Regions from separate parts of the Mus musculus genome. Here regions 1 and 2 are each linked to region 3. Evidence: chromatin contacts called from public promoter capture Hi-C data. All regions are on one chromosome and are shown on one strand. The core of a region is the stretch at or near the end of the contact, and the rest is flanking DNA. Distances in the headings are between cores, read along the strand shown. Region 1 has its middle 7.0 kb from the start of Urm1. Region 2 holds the start of Sh3glb2 (SH3-domain GRB2-like endophilin B2). Region 3 holds the start of Zdhhc12 (zinc finger, DHHC domain containing 12).

Region 1 (2,700 bases), core at 24-2,523, 270 kb before region 3:
CAGTAATTGACCAATACATGCTTATAGTATTAACTTACATAGCTACTGCTCTTGGGCAGCTCCTCACATTAAGTACTTGACAGTTGCAGAGCACCTATGGGTTCACCTAAGCAGATAGAAAAAGCTGCCTGCCATGGGGGCGAGGTCTAGGCCCCAGATCCACCTCACGGAGCAGCAGTGGCAGCTGCTAGAAGATGGACCCAATGAGGTGTGCCCTGGGACACAGGAACACTGCTCTGTTGGCTTTGAAATGTTCTCCCTGTATAGCCTTATCTGTCCCACAACTTGCAGGAATCGTCCTGCCTCGTCCCAAGGGCTGGGAATATGAGTTCTTTGCACCAGGGCCTAGCACCAGGAAGCCTTTCAAGGAAGCATGCCAGGCAGACTAGGTCAAGGCCCACAAAAGAAACAGTAGACCAGATGGGCATGGGTCTTCACACCTTTGATCCCAACCCTTGGGAAGCAGAGGCAGAGATCTCTGCTTTCAAGCCAACCTAGTCTACATAGTTTCAGGCCAGCGAGGGAGCATAGTGAGACGCTGTCAAAGGGGAGGGGTGGGGCAGACTGGAAGGATGGCTCTCAGTGGCTAACTTGCTGAGGGGTTCTCAGCACCCATACACAGCACACATACATGCAGGCAAAGCATGCATATGTATGCATATGCATAAGACAAAAATAAATTTTGTTTTAGAGTATGACTATACTTCAGAGGAAGATGCTATCAGAAGGGTTGAAATATAAATTTGAAATATAAGGGTCCAGAGAGACAGCTCAGCCATTAAGAATTCATATTGCTCTTGTAGAGGACTAGAGACTCCAGCACCATCATGGAGTGACGCGAATCTGCTGCCTTTGACTCCAGTTCTGGGGAGTCCATTCGATGCCTTCTTCTGGACTGTGCAAACACTGCAGTAACAGGATATATATATACACAATTAACAGAGTAAATAAATAACTAGTAAAAACCCGTAAGGCGATAGAGCTGTATGGTTGGGGAAAGGAGTCATTGCCGGAAGGTGGGGGCAGGGAACCCTTCCCGAAGGGGCCCCCTTGGAGGTCAACCACTCCATTATTGACTCTTAATGGCCACCAAGCACAGAACAGGTAGGACTTTATCCTCCGCCTGCTGATGAGGAACCAGAGACGAGGAGGAGTAAAGCCTCTCCAAACATCAGAGTCTGGAGGTAAACGTCCCCGCCCCCACCCCGCTCCGCCTCCTTGCTGAACAGGGCGCTGCTGGAAGGAGCCAGCCTCCTGCATCCTTGGAGGTCCAGCAGTGCTTGGACAGGCAAGTGGCTGCCCAGGCCAGTGTGTGGCTATCGCTTTCAATTCCTAGGAAGAAGGTTAAATATCTTCCAGAGGCCCCTAGAGGCGGTTGTGGAGAGGGCGGGAGAGGAGGGGGCGACCCAGTGACTTTCAAAGGGGCCCTGAAAGCTTAGCCACCCCTCCCCCGGGCCGCGGCTTCCTCCCGGCCTAATCAAATTCTGGGCTCAGCCCTAGTCTTTGGCGGCAGTTTAACCCGAGCCCGGGCGGATTTCTTTCTCACTGATCTCAGCTTGACACCCAATTAGCACAAGAATGGGAGGAGGAAGCCTGTGAGAGGCGCCTCCCAGCCTCCCGGGGCGCGCGAGGGGGCAGGCGGGAAAACAAAGGGCGGCGGGCAGGGGGGCACTTGCGCCCTCGCCTCCGCTGCGACCTGCCATTGTCTCTCTTGGAGCTTCAGAGAGGATGGAGGACTACGCCCTGGCTCTCTGGCTGGGGCCCCGGACCCTCTACTGCAAGGGATACTAGGGGAAAGTTATTTGTGAGACTCTGGCCTTAAGTGAGAAGTAGTGGGGAGGGCCAGGATCCCGAAGGCACGGCCTTCGGAGACTCAGTTTTGTCATCTGAAAAATGGGAGGAATATACAAGGTGTAGTCCAGTGGCTCTACTGCTTGGCACCACAGAGCTCAGTAGACAAATGTTCTTTGAGGGAACACAATACCCAGCCTGTACTGTTTCTAACTGATAGGTTAAGCTTGGTTCTGGACGCGAAGTGGCAGTAGCATCAGGCTCAGTGCTGCCAGCATGAGTTCTTTGCAGAGACTTCTGTTCAGATGAAGCCTGAACTTGGATTCATCAAGTTCCTGAAAGGGACTCCCATCAGAACTGTTGGGGTGATAGGCAGTGGTGGCGCACGCCTTTAATCCCAGCACTTGGGAGGCAGAGGCAGGCGGATTTCTGAGTTCGAGGCCAGCCTGGTCTACAGAGTGAGTTCCAGGATAGCAGGGCTACACAGAGAAACCCTGTCTCCAAAAACCAAAACAAACAAACAAAAAACAAAAAAGGGCTTGCTGCTTTTTCTAAGGACCATTTGGTCCCTAGTAGCCAGCTCCAGAGAATTCACCCTGTTCTGCTTGCTCTCTCTCTCTCTCTCTCTCTCTCTCTCTCTCTCTCTCTCTCTCTCTCTCTCTAAAAGGGCTTGCTGCTTTTTCTGAGGACCATTTGGTCCCTAGCAGCCAGCTCCAGAGAATTCACCCTGTTCTGCTCTCTCTCTCTCTCTCTCTCTCTCTCTCTCTCTCTCTCTCACACACACACACACACACACACACACACACACACACACAGAAATCTAAAAACAAAAACATTATGAAGAGCTGTGGAAGTAACTCGGTCTGGTGGGACCTCACTGGCCAGTCACACATCCTCAAGGCCCCCCCA
Region 2 (2,735 bases), core at 106-2,605, 270 kb after region 3:
TCTAGTGCTGGGGTTGCCCACCAAGCTTGGACAGGGAGTGGCAATCCGCACTGGGACACTCAGCCTCAGGGGAGACCTGTGCTTTCTAGTAAACACGACCACATGGGCCTCTGAGGGGGAGAGGAGGAGGCTGCGCCTAGCAGGTCAACAAGGGCAGCATACAGAACTTATTCCTGGGGTACTGAGATGGGTTAGACCAGGGGTACAGAAACCTCAGGAACCCCACCCCCGGCCTTGGAGCAGACAGGGCCTCCCAGCTGAGCCTCATACCTGCTTTACAGAAGGCAGAGTGAGGCTCAGATGGCTTGTCCAAGGTCACTGCAGGATGCACAGGTGCACTTAGCCTCAGCAACTGCACTTGCAGCCAACCCAGGAAAGAGGGCCACTCACCCCATTTCTCAGAGCGAGAAACAGAGGCCCTGAAGTAAAGCTCTCCTGTCCCCCAAGGTCATGAGGAGCATTACCATCCATATCCTGACTCCAGCCTTTTGCTGAGACATGAATTCGCCTCAGTTTCTCTTTCTTCTACCAAATGTTTAGGACTTGTTCCAATATCAGCATTACCGGCCTGGACAGAACCCAAAGAGCCTGCCAGATCCTAGCCTTCTGACATCCTTTAGGCCTGGGAAGTAAAAGGAAACAAGCCTCCCGCAGAGCAGAAAGGAAATAACTCCTGGCTTCCGGCCTGACTCCCCAAGCGTGTGAAAGGGACTGGATGCAACCATTAGCACCAACCTGCCCATTGCACGGGTATGGAGACTGAGGCTCGCAAAAGAGATTGGGGTATTTTTGTGTGGCCCTCAACCTGCCAGCCTGGCCTGGGGCGGGGGAGGGGAGGAAGGCAGACTAGTGCAGAGAGGCCTGAACCACCCAGTGGGCATCCACCTCCCGGGCTGTGCAGGCACCAGGGCAGTGGGCAAACTTGTCAGTGTAAACGGGCACTGCCAGGCGCCCAGGCACCGGAGCCCAGGCCCCCATGGGTTCCGGGCCATAGTGGGGTGCAGCTGACCTCGCTGGGAGCTCCCCTGAGCAGCTCGGGGACAAGAGAACAGGGGCCCTAGCTGTACCCAGAGCGCACAGCCGCTGCTGCAGGAAAGGGGCTCCTGCTGCAGAGAGCCTGCCCGCCCGCCCGGGGCGCGCTCCACATCCGGGCCCCATGAGCGGCGTCGTGCCAGGCCTCACCTGCACCGCCCGAGTGAAGAAGATGCCCGCGTCCGACGCCAGCTTCTTCATGTTGAAGTCCATGGCGCGCCCGTACGCAGGGCCGCCACGCCGGCCCCAGAGCAGCCGGCAGCCCCCCGCCCCGCCTCACGCACCCCGCCGCACCCCGCCCACCTGCTGCCTGCGCCCGCCCTCTGCGCGCGCGCGTCCGCGGCCGAGCCGAGCCGAGCGCGGGGCGGGGCCAGGCGCGCGGGGCGGGGCTTTGGGGAGCGCTGCTGCCCCTGCCGGCCGCGGGCCCCACCAGCGGGCTGTTCGCTCTAATCAACGTTTTACTAAACCGGTTTCCGTGCACCCTGGAGGTCTCTGCGGATGCACTGTAACACTATACTATTGATTATTTTGGTAATTCATTATGCAAATTTTAGTTTTTTTTTTTTAAATAGTTGGGAATATATTCGTTTAAAACAGGGTCTCTCCAGGCCCCTCCTGGCCTAGAACGCCAAATGTAGACCAGGCTGGCATCCAATTCACAGAAACTTCTGCTGGGATTAAAAGTGTGCACCACATCTACCCGTTTTTGTTTTTGTTTGCTTTCCTGTTTTCATTTTTTCCCCCTCTGTGTGTGGCTGTATATTTGTGTTTGTGTCTGTGTGTTCGCTTGCGTGTGCATGAGCACAGGGTGTCGCCGTGACCATGACATTGCAGGGATACTCGCATCACACTGGCCATGGGAGCCCGCGGCCCATGCTTCTGGAATTTACATGACTTAATTTATTTAGGTTCTCAAGGCTGTACAGTTAAGTTCTTTAACCATGGAGCTGTCTTCCCAAACCTGTTTTTGCTTTTAAATGTTATTTTATGTTTTATTATGAGTGTGTGTTTGCGTGTGAGAGCACATGCATGTGAGACAGGGGACACAGAAAGCTGTAGCATGGATGTGGAGATCAGAGAACAACTTTCTAGAGTCCCCTCTTCTTCTTGTATATGAGTTCTGTAGTCCTGAAGATCAAACTCGGGGCAAGCTCCATGACTCGCTGAGCCATCTCTCCGGCCTCCTTTTATTTTGTTTGTTAATTTTTAAAATGTGTTTATGTGTAAGGGTGTTTTGCTTGCATGTACTATGGATTCTATGTGTGTAGTGCCCTCAGACACCGGAAGAAGGTGTTGGATCCCCTGGGACTGACATTACAGATGGCTGTGAGCCACCATCTGAGAGCTGGGAACAGAACCCAGGACCTCTGAAAGAGCAGCCAGTGCCCTTGACTGCTAAGCCATCTCTCCAGCCCCTCCCTCCTTTTCAGATTTATTTCTGTTTTTATTTGTGTGTATGTGAACACACACCACATGTTTACAGAGACCAGAGGAGGGGGTCAGATCTGGCAGAGCTGCAATTAAAGGCAGCTTTGAGAAGCCTCACACGGAGGCTGGGAACCAAATTCTGGTCCTGTGAAAGAACAGTGTGTGGGCTTGACCTCCGATGCACTTTTGCCTGCTTTGTTGTTGTTGTTTATTGGTTTGGGTTTTTTTGGTTTTGGGTTTGGTCTTTGCTGCAAGGTCTCTCTCCTGCAGCCCAG
Region 3 (2,700 bases), core at 185-2,684:
TGCACATGGCAGCATACTAGACGTCTGGTGACCTTTGTAAGACAGTTGTCCCCACATGGGTCTTGGGTGATGTCATCATTGTAGGAGCAAAAACACAGGGGTAGGCAAGAGGCTTCATCAAGATGCCCCCACACTGAGTGCAGCTCAGGGCTCAGCATTGAGGTCTCACTCCCCTGTTGGCCTTCGAGGTCCCTGCTTGCTTACCTGAGGCTGGGGCTGAGTAGTCACATAGCCGGGGTCCATGAGTGACACAGCCAGATAAAGCAGCAGGGAGCTTAGCACCAGGAGCAGGAATGTGAGGGGCAGGAGCAGCTCCCCTTGCTCTTCCCATTGGCGTAGCTCTGGGGAGGCCAGAGGACAGTGAGAACCATAGCAAAAGGGAAGGGCAGGAGGCGGTGGGGGTAGAAAGAAAGTAGCTGGAGGTGATATGGAGGCTAGACCTGAGGGAGGCAGGAGGAAGGGGGCTCCCCAGGGGAAGAGTCAGCCCTGGAAGAGGGTGGAGCCAGCCAGGAGCTCCAGCTAGGAAGGTGCCAGCCAGCCTGTTTAAGCCCATGGCAGTGAAGGAGGATTATGGAGAGGAGGGAGGGCTAAGAAGTGATGGACGTGGTGACACCAGACAGCTGAGCGTAGGCAACTCTGGTACCCTTGGGTGAAAGAGAGCCAAGGAGGTTTTGAAGGTGGCTGACTCCTGGTGTGGAAGCCTGAGGACAAAGGGCAAAAGCGATGGAGGAGGGCTACAGAGGAAGCCTCTGGTGGGCTCTGTTCCTTCTGGAAGGGAAACCTAGGAGGGGGCAGGAAGGGGGTGAAGGGAATGATGGGGAAAGGAGATGCTACCAGGCGAAGGTGGGAAACCTGCTCCTCGCTATAGTGGCGTCCCTTGGGGTAGTTAGTCGGCTCATAGGATTTGGGGAGTGGACCGGAAAGCCAAGTCCTTAAGTCTAGCGGATTTCTTAATCTTATTTAGGGAGGGGTTGGGAGGCAATTTCTGGGAAGGACAGGTAGAGCCCAGGGATGGGAGAGATGGGGCCTCTAGTTGGTCCTCTGATGGGCTCTGGTGGTCTTTGGATGGATGGACATCTATCGATGACAGAAAATTACTGGGATTAATTAGGGTCCAACTTGGGAATCAGGCGGAGAGAGGATGATCCCCGGACCGACATAGGAGAAAGACGCTTGAGGAACTGGTGGGAGATAGAAATGGAGATTTCAATGTGTCTGAGGATTAGGGGGACCCCGGTATACCCACGCGTGATCGGGTGGGCTCGGGGTGGCGCGGTGTCCGGCTCACCGGTGTCGTGCAGGAAGAGCACCAGAGTGATTCCCCAGGTCAGCACGGTGTGCCCAGTCCGCACCAGCATCCCAGAGTTAAGCGGCGGCCAAAGAGCCATGGCCTTGGCCCCCGCCCGAGCCCACCCGGAAGAAGCGCGCAGAAGGTGGGGCCGCGGGGCAGCGGGGCTGCAGCAACGCGGGGATTGGTGGCTCTGCATTAGAGGCGGGGCACGGGCGGCTCAGGGAGGCTGTCTATTGGGTGCCACCGGCGGCCCCTCAGGCCAACAGGTGCCCGAGGAGGCTGAAGGCGGGGCCCGCGCGCGCACAGCCTACAACTCCCTAACTCCGCCTCCTGTGGGCCAGGTAACTTTGCAAAACCCGGGAGGCGGAAGCCTCCGAAGACAACCCCACCCCCGCATGCGCATGCGTGCCCATCTTTGATCCCCGGAGGCCACGCGGAGCTTGCTCCCAAGGGGCGATGGGCCGGGCTTGCAGGAGGGCACGCCTTGATGACACACTTTCCTCTTATTCGTTTTCTGATTTTGCAAACGGATGATGGGAAAAAGGAGGGTTCTGGTGCGGAGTCTGGACACGCATGGCCCAGCTTGGAGTCAGAGAAATAATTGTCCGGCCTATGACTCTCGAGGCAAGTTACTGAGCTTCTTTAGGCTACTTTCTGCCTCTTCAATGGGGTTGGTAATAGTACCCGCGTCTTAGACAGGTATTTGTCTCCCCTGCTACCACCACGGCCCAACCAGACTGACTTTCTCTCCTTGTGTTCCTTGAACCTCCCCCATTCAGCTGACTTCCACCTGATGACCCTCTTCTAGCCCAAAGCCCAGTGTGCATGCTCTTGGGATTTGTTTTGGTCAAATAGACATCCCTTTTTCTGAAGAACTGACTTCCTATGGCCAGGGTGGTTATGGAAGGATTGGTTGTCCATCGTGTGTGCGCGCGCACGCACCCGCGCGAGTGTGTATTGGGGGACGGGGGGACGGGGGGCGGTTAGGGCCAATCATACTATTCCATATGAGATTAAACAGAGGCTGGGGATTAACACAATTGGTAGACTGTCTAGCAAGCACTAAAGGCTGGGTTATCGCCCCAGCATGGTATATATGATATGGTGGTACATGCCTGAAATCTCAACAAACTGGTGATAGAGGCAAGAAAATTCAAGGCCATCCTCTATACATGTGGAGGGAGGGGACTAAAGCCAACTAATTGTGTGACATAAAAGCTAGTTCCCAAAGAAGGGGTTGGGCTGTCCACACCTTTTTGTTGTTGTTAAAGATTTATTTATTTGTTTTATGTAAGTACACTGTCACTTAAGATACACTTAAGGGCATCAGATTGCATTACAAATGGTTGTGAGCCACCATGTGGTTGCTGGGAATTGAACTCAGGACCTCTGGAAAAGCAGCCAGTGCT

Evidence for each region. Promoter capture Hi-C pulls out the DNA fragments that hold promoters and counts their contacts.
Region 1: a contact with region 3 is called in a promoter capture Hi-C map of liver, with 2.5 times the contacts expected there. The contact joins the enhancer-like site here to the promoter of Zdhhc12 in region 3. A contact is called at or near these places in 7 of 39 promoter capture datasets (the 3T3-L1 cell line, 3T3-L1-derived adipocytes, hematopoietic stem and progenitor cells and 3 more), 1 of 484 Hi-C or Micro-C datasets (the G1E-ER4 cell line), 1 of 115 datasets of contacts at active chromatin or transcription factors (pancreatic cancer cells) and 2 of 9 other capture datasets (adipose tissue and liver).
Region 2: a promoter capture Hi-C map of embryonic stem cells shows a contact between it and region 3, with 3 times the contacts expected there. The contact joins the promoter of Sh3glb2 here to the promoter of Zdhhc12 in region 3. A contact is called at or near these places in 15 of 39 promoter capture datasets (the 3T3-L1 cell line, the HPC-7 cell line, cranial neural crest and 7 more), 6 of 484 Hi-C or Micro-C datasets (embryonic stem cells, muscle stem cells and pro-B cells), 11 of 115 datasets of contacts at active chromatin or transcription factors (the 230-238 cell line, bone marrow-derived macrophages, embryonic stem cells and 3 more) and 5 of 9 other capture datasets (adipose tissue, embryonic stem cells, liver and 2 more).

Annotation. Positions count from the first base shown.
Region 1 is chr2:29,819,023-29,821,722 of GRCm38.p6, forward strand. No RefSeq gene overlaps it. Among named protein-coding and RNA genes, the nearest start is that of Urm1, 7.0 kb to the right of the region's middle. Within about 2 kb of position 1,274, at least 299 of the 459 cell types and tissues checked have an H3K27ac peak or open chromatin away from gene starts, as enhancers often do. A contact at or near this core is called in the G1E-ER4 cell line, adipose tissue, hematopoietic stem and progenitor cells and 4 more, where this site is marked.
Region 2 is chr2:30,357,961-30,360,695 of GRCm38.p6, forward strand. Sh3glb2 (SH3-domain GRB2-like endophilin B2) reads right to left here and starts at 1,356. Exons shown (of 12, transcript NM_001289709.1): 1 at 1,183-1,356. The coding sequence starts at 1,245.
Region 3 is chr2:30,092,201-30,094,900 of GRCm38.p6, forward strand. It overlaps Zdhhc12 (zinc finger, DHHC domain containing 12), which reads right to left and starts at 1,435. Exons shown (of 5, transcript NM_001037762.1): 1 at 1,289-1,435; 2 at 205-341. The coding sequence starts at 1,388.